Linked DNA regions of Mus musculus: all the other regions are linked to region 1. Evidence: chromatin contacts called from public HiChIP or PLAC-seq and promoter capture Hi-C data. All regions are on one chromosome and are shown on one strand. The core of a region is the stretch at or near the end of the contact, and the rest is flanking DNA. Distances in the headings are between cores, read along the strand shown.

Region 1 (3,832 bases), core at 59-2,558:
ATGGCCCTCTATCTCTCAGTTCTTCCCTGCTCCGGACCCCACCCAATCATCTGAGACGGTTCCCTCTTCCAGGGCTCTAAGGGGTTAACTAGAATGGATGGATTTAAAACTTCATTCTTCTAGATACATCAGTTGCCTACGGCACTAACATAACTAGGATCGGTTTAGAAATAAAATATCACTTGCTTAATTTATATAATGGGGTTCAAAAGGAGGGTCAAATGCTTGACTTATCTTTCATATGTAAAAAAAAATGTTTATTGTACTTTCCAGTGTCAGAAATGCAACTTCTGAAGGTGGATGCATTGTATGCATTGCTTTTACAAGATCAGTAAATCAGTTCATAAGACCCAAACCCCTTGGTCAGTTCAGATGCAAATATACTTGTGCTATACGGTAAAACTGGAACCCTTTTATAGGCTGTTCAGTGTGTCTTTGGGTTCCAGAGACGGCTCAATGCATAAAAAGTTCCCATTACTAGGCATGATGAAATAGAGATAAGGTTTGGCAAAGCACAAGCATACAACACACACACACACACACACACACACACACACACACACACACACACACAAACACACACACACACGAAAAAGAAACAGAAAGATCCTACTAGAATTAAGAGGTAAACAAATGAAAAAATAATGGATAAATAAAATAGAAATGAAGTTCTTTTATTTATCTATTTACTCAGATGATTTGTTACTAAGTTTCTGAGCTAATATTGTGCTATGTGGGCCAGGCTGACCCTTCAAACTTGCTCTCCTCCTGATTAGAGGCATGTGCCACCACATCCAGCTGATACATGAAATTTCAAAAGGACGTTTTGGCAAGCTAAAATGCCCGGCTAATTAATAACTGACTAGAAGGCACTGAAAACTGAAGTATTAACTTTAAGAATTCTATAGACAACAATGACTCTTGAGAAATCGCCTGTCTGCGTCAACTGTCAAATGCTTGAGGTTTTTTGTGGTTTTTTGTTGTTGTTGTTGTTGTTGTTGTTGTTTGTCTGTTTGTTTTTTCTTTTCAGTGAACTTCGCTCTAGTCTCAGAATTCGCTCCTTAGGCCAGAAGGAGACTTCTAGACTTTCCCCCAGAGGGCTTCATGAGTTGAGGCCACATGACCAGGTCCTCTTCTGCCTCTCTTCTGGGCCCCATTTACCTTGTTTTGTCCCACAGGGGGAAAGAAATGAACCGTCAGGTGAGACCCAGCAGGGGGAGTGGGAGAGCTGGCCCCGTGGCCCTCTGAGCGTGTCCTTGGGTGTGAGTATGGGTGTGGGGCAGCTGGGTGGGAGCAGCGTGCAGGCTACCAGCACCAAGTGGTGTGCCTCTCCGGGGGTGTGTGCAGAAGGCTCCAGGATAAATAGGAGGCTCCCAGTTCTGGGTGACACTGGAGCCCGCTGGCTGCCCGCCCCGGGTGTTTCCCTGCTCTGTAGGCAGGCTGCCTGCTGCTTAGTTTCGCTTCCTCCTGGCTCAGGGATTAGTTTTCAAGCACCCTCTCGGTGCCAGGGCCCAGGAAGGGCATAGAGAAGGAACCTGAGGACTCATCCAGGGGCTGCCCTGCCCCTCACAGCACAGTTGATGGACCCAACAGCCCCGGGTAGCAGTGTCAGCTCCCTGCCGCTGCTCCTGGTCCTTGCCCTGGGTAAGTGTTCATTCTGAGAGCTACAGATCAGGAGGAAAGTCATGGGGGCTGGAGTCCTGTGAACCTTGCTGAAAGAGTGAGCTGGTGAAGTTAAGATCCCGCCTCTGGCTTGCACCTGTTGGAGTCTTCCCTGGGTATACTCGAGGCCCAGGGCGGCAGGGATCCTGCTGCCTGCTGCTGGGCTGTGCTCAGGTGGCACCTTGAAGTGCCAGGAGCAGAGCTCGCGGAAGGTGCTGGCAGGGACCCGGGAGGTGCTTAGCAGGTGCCTGAGATGGGAGGAGACTCTCAAAGGAAGAAGCAAGGGAGTCTGCACCGAGAAGGATACCTGCAGAAGGCAGAGGCGGGCATTCCTAACATGCATGGACTGGAGAGCAACGTGCTTGTGTGTGTGTGAGTGTGTGTGTGTGTGTGTGTGTGTGTGTGTGTGTGTGTGTGTGTGTGTGTGTGTGATGAATCCTCCTAAGCTACTGGTAGTCTCAAAAGCAGTCCCGTCTTCTCTCCTCTCTCTCTCTCTCTCTCTCTCTCTCTCTCTCTCTCTCTCTCTCTCTCTCTCTCTCTCTCTGTCTCGTTCCTGGAAAACACACACAAACACACACACACACACACACACACACACCTTCTCTCTCCCTTTTCTTTCTTCCATTCGTGTGGCAGGAGCTGCGAGGGAGAAGTCCTCTCTTGAGAGCTTTCTGTGACTGTTTTTCGTTCAGGACGAGAAAGCAAAGAGAAATGAAAAAATACCAAACGGCCTCACTTGGGACCTTTTGCTTCCTACTTTGAAAAGTCAGGAGAGGAAATACATCTCTTTATTTGGAAAATTAGGGCCTGTTGGTTGAGAACTCCTGGATGTCCGCAGAAGCAAGAGAGGAGAGGCGGCTCCCTGGAAGCCAGAGCTGTGGAAGCAGAGTGCAGCTTCAGGTGGCATCCTGCCCTCTGCCTCTGAGTAGCAGACGAGAGGACAGCCTGGTGGGAGAGCCCAGCCATCTCCAGACCTCTGCTTCGAGGTCCTTGGGGGTTCTGGAAGGGAAGGGTGCTTTCTAGCCTTATGTGGAATCTAAGAGCATTGAGACATTGTAAGGAGAGGGACCTCTTATGTGTCACCGTGCTATATTATATACCTTCTCTCAAGCCTGGAGAGGGCTAACAACTGTAAAAAGGGACAAGATTGTTTATCAAGGTGTAAAAACAGATAATATAAGTGAAATTTTTGTTTGGCTGTGTCTCCAGAACTAGAGAGGCAGATAAAATGCTTGTCAACCTGGTGGCAGAAGGACTGCATGTAAGGTCCAGGTTAGAGAGGAAGGACTGGCTTAGCCTACAGTGGAGGCATGTCACCTTAACCCACTGTAGAGTGATGTGAACCAAGAGGACATGAGATGGAGGTGTAGAGGAAGTGCTGAGACTATTGTCAGTATCACTTAAACACAGCTGGCACTCACATCCTCTACCTTGTCTGGATTGCCCCCCAGCCAAGATCTTCTTCATCTTGGTATAGTGAACTATATGCTAATGTATACAGGAAGCAGGCAGAAGAGTGGTCCTGAGATTCTTAGGTGTGGTTCTTGCTTTATGTTGAGTTGGGAATGCCAAAGTGACAGGGAAAAGCTCAGACAAGCAGAGAAGGGAGAGCTCCATGTTGAATATGGAATGATGAGAAGTCACACAGAAGATATGTGTGGGTACTGGGAGAACCTGAAAGATGGGAGGAAGTCGGGGTAAGAGTGGGGAAGGCAAAAGCCTCTAGTGGAGGGATGCTGACTCAGCAGTAATTCTCTCCTGAAGAAAGAAGCAATTGGCTTGAGAGAAAGTGTAGATTAGGGAGAATCAAAAACAAAACCAAACCAAACAAAACAAACAAGCAAAAAACAAAAATAAACACCCCAAAACAAATCCAAGACAAGTTAAAATATCTCATCAGAAATCAATAAGCAGTTAAGCAGACTCAGTTACAAGTCATGAATGGAGGAAGTAAACAATGAATCAGAGGAGATAAAACCGGCATTAGGGTGCTGTGTGGGAGGGGAAGGGACAATGGGCTAAATGGCTTGATTGTCTTGAGTGTATGAGTTAAACATGAGCTACATTTCTGGGCCAGAGGGAGAGTCAGGAAAGAAATGATTTTTCAGGGCTGATGGGCTTTACCCCCTTAACTGTCAACCACTCTATTCTATAACCTCAACCTGTCCAG
Region 2 (3,562 bases), core at 489-2,988, 260 kb after region 1:
TATGTACCAGAGTTGCAAACATTAAACATGCACATGAGGTTTTGATGAATGCCTTGGACTTTCAGGATGCAACCTCCACGTGGCTCTGAGGACTCGCAATAGCCACGCCTACAAAGCCTTTAGAAAACTGAGCCATCTCCCTTCTGAAGCCACTTTGCAGAGGTAAAACCCGCATCTCACAGACAACGCTTTCCTTGTGCCCTCCACTCACCTCTGACTGAATCATCTATAATATAGCCGGATATTTGTGGTTCATTATCATACTCCTCTGAGTAGTCGTAGTCCCCTGTGGAGAGTTCACTGCCAGAAGGCATTTCGCTTATGGTGGAAACCTCTCTTCCCACAGAAAGCTCAAGTCCACCGGCACTGTGGTCCCCAGAAAGCGATTCGCCTTTCCCTGAGCTGGGGTCATTGAGCTCCAAAGCAGCTGCATAATGGCCTGCAGGGACGGAGAGAATAAGAAGAGATGAGTCGGATACTTCTGTCTCAGTAAGTGAGCATTGCTGTGTAGACATGTGTGTCTCCTCATATCAAACAGTTACTGCATGTGTGCTATTGGGTGTTGGGATTTGTTTTTTGTTTGTTTTGTTTTGTTTGACTGAGTCGCTCATAGAAGCAACTTCCCAGTCTGCCAAGAAGCAAACTCAGTTGCCCAAATTACTGAGTTTCTTTTATCTGGGTTTTCTTTTCCAGATCGCCTACATTAATTTCCACAATTGGATAAGTCCTGCCAAGGCAATGCCCCCAGAATCACGTAACCCGCAATGTCTAAGTGGCCTACACCCTTCGGGTCTAACTTGGGTGCGCTTTTCCAAAGCTTTCCTGCCATCTTTTGACCGGTACTGATACATTTTAACTCTTGTTTACAGCCATTGAATCTGTACATAAGATGCAAAAGGTAGTGCCAATAGTGGCAAAGAGCAACGGTTTTTACCGTCTTTATCTATTATTATCACACAGAGAAAAGGTTCAGAGCCGGGTAACCCCTTGGAGGAGTCCTGAGCTTCAGTCCTTGATTTCATTTTAATTCTTTTTTTTTTTTTTAATATCAAGACAGCATTTGGCAGCGATGCTTTCAACCTCTGAACACTTTGAGTCTGCTTTGGAGAGGGAAAAATAAAATCACTAGACAGAAGAATGGAGACAGAAGGCAAAGAGCCCTCCTTCAAATCCTCCTGGATTAACTACTTTTGTAGAAACTACTTCACCTGCCTGGACCTCAGTTTCCTTAGTTATCAAAGAAAAGGGTGGGCTAAAATGACCTCTTAGGTTTCCATCAGCTGGTCCTTGGGTCATGCTAGAGACCTTGGGTCATGCTAGAGACTTCGTCTGCTTCTCTCACCCTCCTAGCATGAGCAATTTCAGGGGTATGAGCTAAGGGGATCTGCTCCCTGACGTTTGGGGAATGTCAAGAGGCAGCAGCATTCAAGGGGCAACAACCTGAGAGGTGGCGGATGCTCACCTGAGCCTAAGACCAGCAGCAACAGCACTGAGCGCGCCAGCGGTAGCAGCGGAGTTCTCATTGGTTCCACCGGCCGGCAGCGTCTCGGTCTCTGCAGCAACACGACAGCGGCTCCGGGCGGCGGGAGCAGCGGAACCACGGAGCAGCGGGCGAGCACCGGCGCAGGGAAGCCCAGCCCGCCGGGCTCCGGACGGCTGGAGCGGCCAGCGCCTCAGGCTCAGCTGGAGATGTCCGGGCGGTGGCCGCGGGTCAGAAGGGAGCGAAGGAAGCGGGATCCAGGGTGCGGCGAGCACCTGCTGCTTTTATAGACCCGCTGGAGCCACCGCCCGTGACGTCACGGACCAGCCCTGGGTGGAGGCGGGAGGTTACTACTCCAAAAACCCAGCTGACGCGGGAGGAAGTGGGGATCGAGCCCTGATTACGCGGGGAGAAACTTTCCCACTCGCGTTGTGTTTTAAGTTAGAGTGGTGCTGAGGAGCTGACAGCCCAAAGAAACTCTTTGCATATACATTAACAGGACAGCAGGCCGGGACATTAAGTACCAAAGTCCCATTTTAGGATGTTTGTGGAGCTTTCAGAGCAACTGTGGCTTAGTGATGTTAGCCCGAAGACTTTGAGGAGGATAAACGAAGCGCTAAAGGACTCCTAATAACCTAGTTATCAATCAGACACCCTCCCTGCGGCCTTCCTCTCTGCAGTATTTGCTGGTCTTTCTACTCGAATTACACTTAAGGTTTTAGCTGGGCGTGGCCAGACAGTGGCACTTAGGGAGACTGAAGTAGAGGTTACAGGGAGAAGTTAACCTGAGCTGTATCATGAGACCAATAATAAGTTGCTGGGGATAAGTGTGCTCCCCTATTTTACAAACCAATAAAAGACAGATGTAAAAAGCAGAAAAAAATGAATTAACTCAAACACACATTATGTAGATTTGATTCAAATTAGTTTGTCACTGAAATCTGCCCCTTGCAGCTCTGATAAAGAGATTGAGGGCTAAACTGACCTTTAAGAAGAGGGTTGCTGGGCAGAAGAAAGTTTCATAGAAAAGGAAAGTTGTCAAGATGATTTAGGTGTTCAAATTGGAAGAATCCAGGGAGGCCCTCATTTCCAGCCTGAGAGAGAGCCCTAATGGGGACACATCTGCGACTCCAGCACCCAGGCTAGAGGAACTTCCAGGCCCACCCAGGCAACAGAGCAAATGTGAGGGGCTATTTGGGCTAGCAGAAAGACTGGTGTGTGTGTGTGTGTGTGTGTGTGAGAGAGAGAGAGAGAGAGAGAGAGAGAGAGAGAGAGAGAGAGAGAGAGAGAGAAAGGAGAGGAGAGAGAAAGGAGAGGGGAGGGGAGGGGAAGGGAGGGGAGGGGAGGGGAGGGGAGGGGAGGGGAGAGGGGAGGAGAGGAGAGGGAACCGAACCCCACTGGGGGCATATTTAGCTGCAAAGGAAGTGAGGGCAGTTACTTCCCCGAACTCTCATGCTCTAGTAGCTCAGGACACGCAAACTTTATATGCCCCAATACAGGGGAACGCCAGGGCCAAAAAAATGGGAATGGGTGGGTAGGGAAATGGGGGGGGGAGGGTATGGGGGACTTTTGGGATAGCATTCTAAATGTAATTGAGGAAAATAGGTAATAATAAAAAATATTAAAAAAAAAAAAAAAAAGAAATGGATTTCTCTTGGCTTAAAGAAAACAAGACACACTTTCTCTAAGCTGTTTCCTGCCCTTATCCACGACCCTCCCTGACTGAGCTCCCCCAATCAGCCTTTTCAGGACTATTGGTTTTAAACTCTTAGAACAAAAACATGGGCTTTTGGAGAGGAGATACAGAAAAGTCCTGAACTGTGCCCTCACTTCTACTCAGTGTTTGGTGAAGGAGTACTTTGTGTAAACTGTGCTTTACTTTTGTGTGGGAAATCACCAAGAGGGAGATTTAGTGAGCAGCACCATGTTTGTTGAGAGCCCAGTCGTGTGGGCCACATATGATTAAGTAAATCTACTAAATCAGATAAAAGGGATTGATTCACAGTACGCTGGGAAAGGAGGCTGTAGTTTAATTTGGCCTGTAGGTATCACAGACAGCCCTGTGCGGGAAGGGAAAAAGGC
Region 3 (3,727 bases), core at 781-3,280, 290 kb after region 1:
GTTTTCTGAACCCCAACTCCACCTCTTAGCCCCTTTCCTCTATTTTCACTGTACTTCAGCTACACTGACCCCCTTCCATTTTCACGTCTTTAATAACTGCCAAAGACATCCCTCTGCCAGAAAGTACATTTCTCCCTCCGTTCATCTAGTTTCCATGTGTGCTCCCTCAAACACTGCAGCTCCCTTTTGCTTACCTCACTGTAAAACTGCGAATCTTCTCCTTGGCATTCTTCATGGCATATGTGATAATTCTGAATTCTATAGATACAGTCTGGAGATTGTTTATCTACTGTAGCTTTGTGTGTTGGAATTCGGGTCCCTGTTGGCAACTTTAAGTGTTGGCTTAGCCGATAATCCCTGAATATTTGAGAGGTTTGGGAGCACTCCATGTGCTCAGGGCCAGTCTGAACCGCAGAGAGAGACTGTGTGACAAAAAGTCCTTCAAAAATTAAAAAAAGAAAGGAAGAAAAGAAGGAAGGAGGGACAGACAGACATATTCAGAGACAGACAGACAGACAGACAAAGGGAGCACCTAGTATGAAGTAGTCCCATTATTAGGGTGACAGCCTTTGGGAAGTGAATGCTGAGCTTTTGGAGTCTCAGTTTTTTGTCAATAAATGAGAATTTGGCCCTTTATTCATATGGTTTCCACTTTCTTCTTCTCTAACTGTTATGACACCGTGGAGCCAAACAGAGGCCAGATGGAGCTCCTTGGCCTTAGGTTTTCATCTCTCAAACATTCTTTATAGAGTTGCCATTATAGAAACAGAACCACTGATGCCTAAAACATTTTCCTTCTCCACATCTGTCCCCGCACAACTAAGACAAGGAAGGACATGCCTGCTCTTCAAGTGACTGCCATGACAGGACTGCACACGCAGCCTTTGGCATGTCTCACTCACCATGAACATCTAGAACACACAAGGTGCTCAGTGCATCATTTTAGGAAGTGAGAACTCCAGCCACCCAGCCTCTGCTGGGCTCTCCGTCTCTGCCAGTCACAGGATTCTGGCTCCCAGCCCAAAACCATCAGCACTGACTACAGCTGACCGAAGGGCTGAGCCCACTGAATCACAATGGGGTGCCGGACAAGATACACAGGAAGTTCCAATTATACTTCTAATTAAAGTCTAATTGCTCTAACTTAGTGCGTATTTATCTAATAGGCCTGGAAAAATTAAAAACTAAATGACGGCGTACATACTACTTCTGAGCGAGCTTTGTGGCCCATTATTATTTTTAATGAAAAAAGGTTGGGAACTTTCAGTTATTCTAATCTTCTTAAATCCTGTCCTTTTCTTGAAGATTGTGTAGACAAATATATAGTTTCCGCACTTCGTAGAGCTTCTGACTTCCCATTTGGCATAGCATCTTAATCTAAGCAAGGGATATCAGAATTGGATGTAACCTAAAATAAGCAGAGAAACAGAGTTCTAAAATGCTACAATGATTTCAATAAATGTAATTGTTGTATGTAAATCGGTTAATGTTTAGAGCTGGGTTGTAAATTCAGCCTGTACAGCATTAGCTGATGAGGTGGCCCCCTCTTGTAAGACCAGCACATGGAGGAAGGCAACAAATATAGAAGTTTAAGGTCATCCTCAGCTATGTAGTAAGCTAAAAGCTACAAGATCCTGTTTCAAAAAAAAGGTTCATAATCAAAGGCAAAATCGCAGTGAGACATAATGAACTCATTCACATTGGTGACTCACGTTTTATGCATGTCTTCAAAGGTACAGTGGACTTTCACACAAAAAGAATTTTTGCCTTTCACTGACTTCAACAATTAGTTTCCTGTTAATCAAGACTGTAAATGTCACCTGAGGTTTACTTTAGCATAGACTTAAGACAACTTAGAAGAACCAAAGCCAATATCCGGAATGCCAGAACAAGCGATGAACTTTGATTCAAAGCAAATAATGTCATAAATTCTATAGCTGATGCAGCTTTCTCAGGGTTAAGAGCTGTCTTATCAGCCTGAAGCCAGAAGGAGGGCAGAGAGAGAGCAGACTCAAGGAACATGCCGAGGCATGTCTAAACCTTGCACTTCAAGTGCCAAGGCCAGTGGGGCATGCTAAAGAGATAGTTGTGTCATTGCTACTGTGGTCAAAGACACGGGTTGTCCTATAAGGTCTCAAAGCTGGAACCTGGAAAGAAAAGGCCTTTTAAGTATTACTAATTGAATTTGTAGTATTTGGATGACTTAGCCTCTTTCCAAAGACCTCTAAACAGACAATAAAAACAAACTCAGGAATCCCAAGTATAGATAGAAGTGCTCAGATCTTCAAGAAGGAAGGGACTCTTAAAGGGGTTCCAACACTAGAGAACTGTTCAGTGAGAAAAAATGGGCTTGGGTATCCATAAAAACTGGGCACATATCCGGATTCCCATGACTAACAGTGCACCCTGTTCATGGCTAAATAATCGCACTTACCTCAGGAAGGACTAGACTGGATAACCAGATTTTGCTTGAGAGTCGTAATTAACAACAAAATGAGAACAACTGATTTAATAAAAATTGTTTTTTAAAAACATCAGGCATTATGGGATTTCAAAATCACTTATAATTGTATATAGTAAATAATTTAATATCCCTTGGCTAGAAGTTCTTTCAAGACAATTATTTCATTCAGATGACATTCCTTGATTGGCTGACAATATTGTGCAATTATTAGTGATATAAAAAACCCACAAAGAACCTACTAAAGAAAGTTTAGTTAAGTTGTTTTAAAAAATAATTTTACCAAACAGCCAAATGAACTGTGATAAATGCTACCTTAGAATGGTATGAAAACCTTTCAAACAGTCTATATGTCAGAGTTGGGAGAGGCTTCTGAGAAAGCACAGTACTTCAGTTTCTACATGAAGACTGAGTAGGAATCTCTACAGCAGGGTCAAGGGGAGTTCAGCATAGATGTGGCTTTGAGTCTGGTAGAATTTGCTCCATAGAAAAAGATGATCTGTGAGCTAATTTTCTATGAGCTTTTGTCCATAAAAAAGCCAAAGAAAAAGAAATAAAGATGATGAGTTGTTGGCTCGAGGGGAGGGGCTCTGCTCTGTCCATCCATCCATCCATCCATCCATCCATCCATCCATCCATCCAAATGCAGTGGTGTAGCCATTTTCCTCTTTTTTTTCCTTTTTTTTTTTTTTTTTTTTTAGCTCACAGATAAAATGTTACACAAAATGGGAGTTACAAGAGGATATTCATATTAAGTTCAAAGCAGTGTTGCATTTTGTAAGCTTGTTATAAGTTGAAAACAACAGATTCACATGGCCTTGTTTTATAACCCACACCTGTGGCTTCATTCTTGGATTTGTCCTAGAATAAAAGTTTTTCCTTGAACACACACACAAGAAAGAAAGAAAGAAAGAAAGAAAGAAAGAAAGAAAGAAAGAAAGAAAGAAAGAAAGGAAGGAAGGAAGGAAGGAAGGAAGGAAGGAAGGAAGAAAGAAAGAAAGAAAGAAAGAAAGAAAGAAAGAAAGAAAAGAAAAAGAAAAAGATGATCAAGCAAAGGTCGTCAACATGGCAAGAGTTCAGGTGGCACCAACCCATGCAAAGGCCTGGGTGCCTTTTATCTAGGACACCAAGGGATGCATTGAAGGGTTGGGAAGAAAGGAGTTACATGATGTTACCACCTGGCTCAGGCAGAGTGATAAATGCCAATGTGCCCATAGCACAAGTACAGAGATCACGTATTTTGGACATGTCTTAAAGTTTTGGGTC

What was found. Promoter capture Hi-C pulls out the DNA fragments that hold promoters and counts their contacts. HiChIP or PLAC-seq counts read pairs in DNA pulled down with a chosen protein or histone mark.
Region 2: a promoter capture Hi-C map of liver shows a contact between it and region 1, with 3 times the contacts expected there. The contact joins the promoter of Areg here to the promoter of Btc in region 1. A contact is called at or near these places in 3 of 39 promoter capture datasets (cranial neural crest, hippocampal neurons and liver), 1 of 115 datasets of contacts at active chromatin or transcription factors (pancreatic cancer cells) and 1 of 9 other capture datasets (adipose tissue).
Region 3: a contact with region 1 is called in a FOXA1 HiChIP or PLAC-seq map of pancreatic cancer cells. The contact joins the enhancer-like site here to the promoter of Btc in region 1. A contact is called at or near these places in 4 of 39 promoter capture datasets (embryonic stem cells, hippocampal neurons and liver) and 1 of 115 datasets of contacts at active chromatin or transcription factors (pancreatic cancer cells).

Annotation. Positions count from the first base shown.
Region 1 is chr5:91,400,470-91,404,301 of GRCm38.p6, reverse strand. It overlaps Btc (betacellulin, epidermal growth factor family member), which reads left to right and starts at 1,308. Exons shown (of 6, transcript NM_007568.5): 1 at 1,308-1,644. The coding sequence starts at 1,581.
Region 2 is chr5:91,137,775-91,141,336 of GRCm38.p6, reverse strand. Areg (amphiregulin) reads right to left here and starts at 1,738. Exons shown (of 6, transcript NM_009704.4): 1 at 1,463-1,738; 2 at 212-439. The coding sequence starts at 1,523.
Region 3 is chr5:91,108,499-91,112,225 of GRCm38.p6, reverse strand. No RefSeq gene overlaps it. Among named protein-coding and RNA genes, the nearest start is that of Areg, 29 kb to the left of the region's middle. Within about 2 kb of position 2,030, at least 58 of the 459 cell types and tissues checked have an H3K27ac peak or open chromatin away from gene starts, as enhancers often do. A contact at or near this core is called in pancreatic cancer cells, where this site is marked.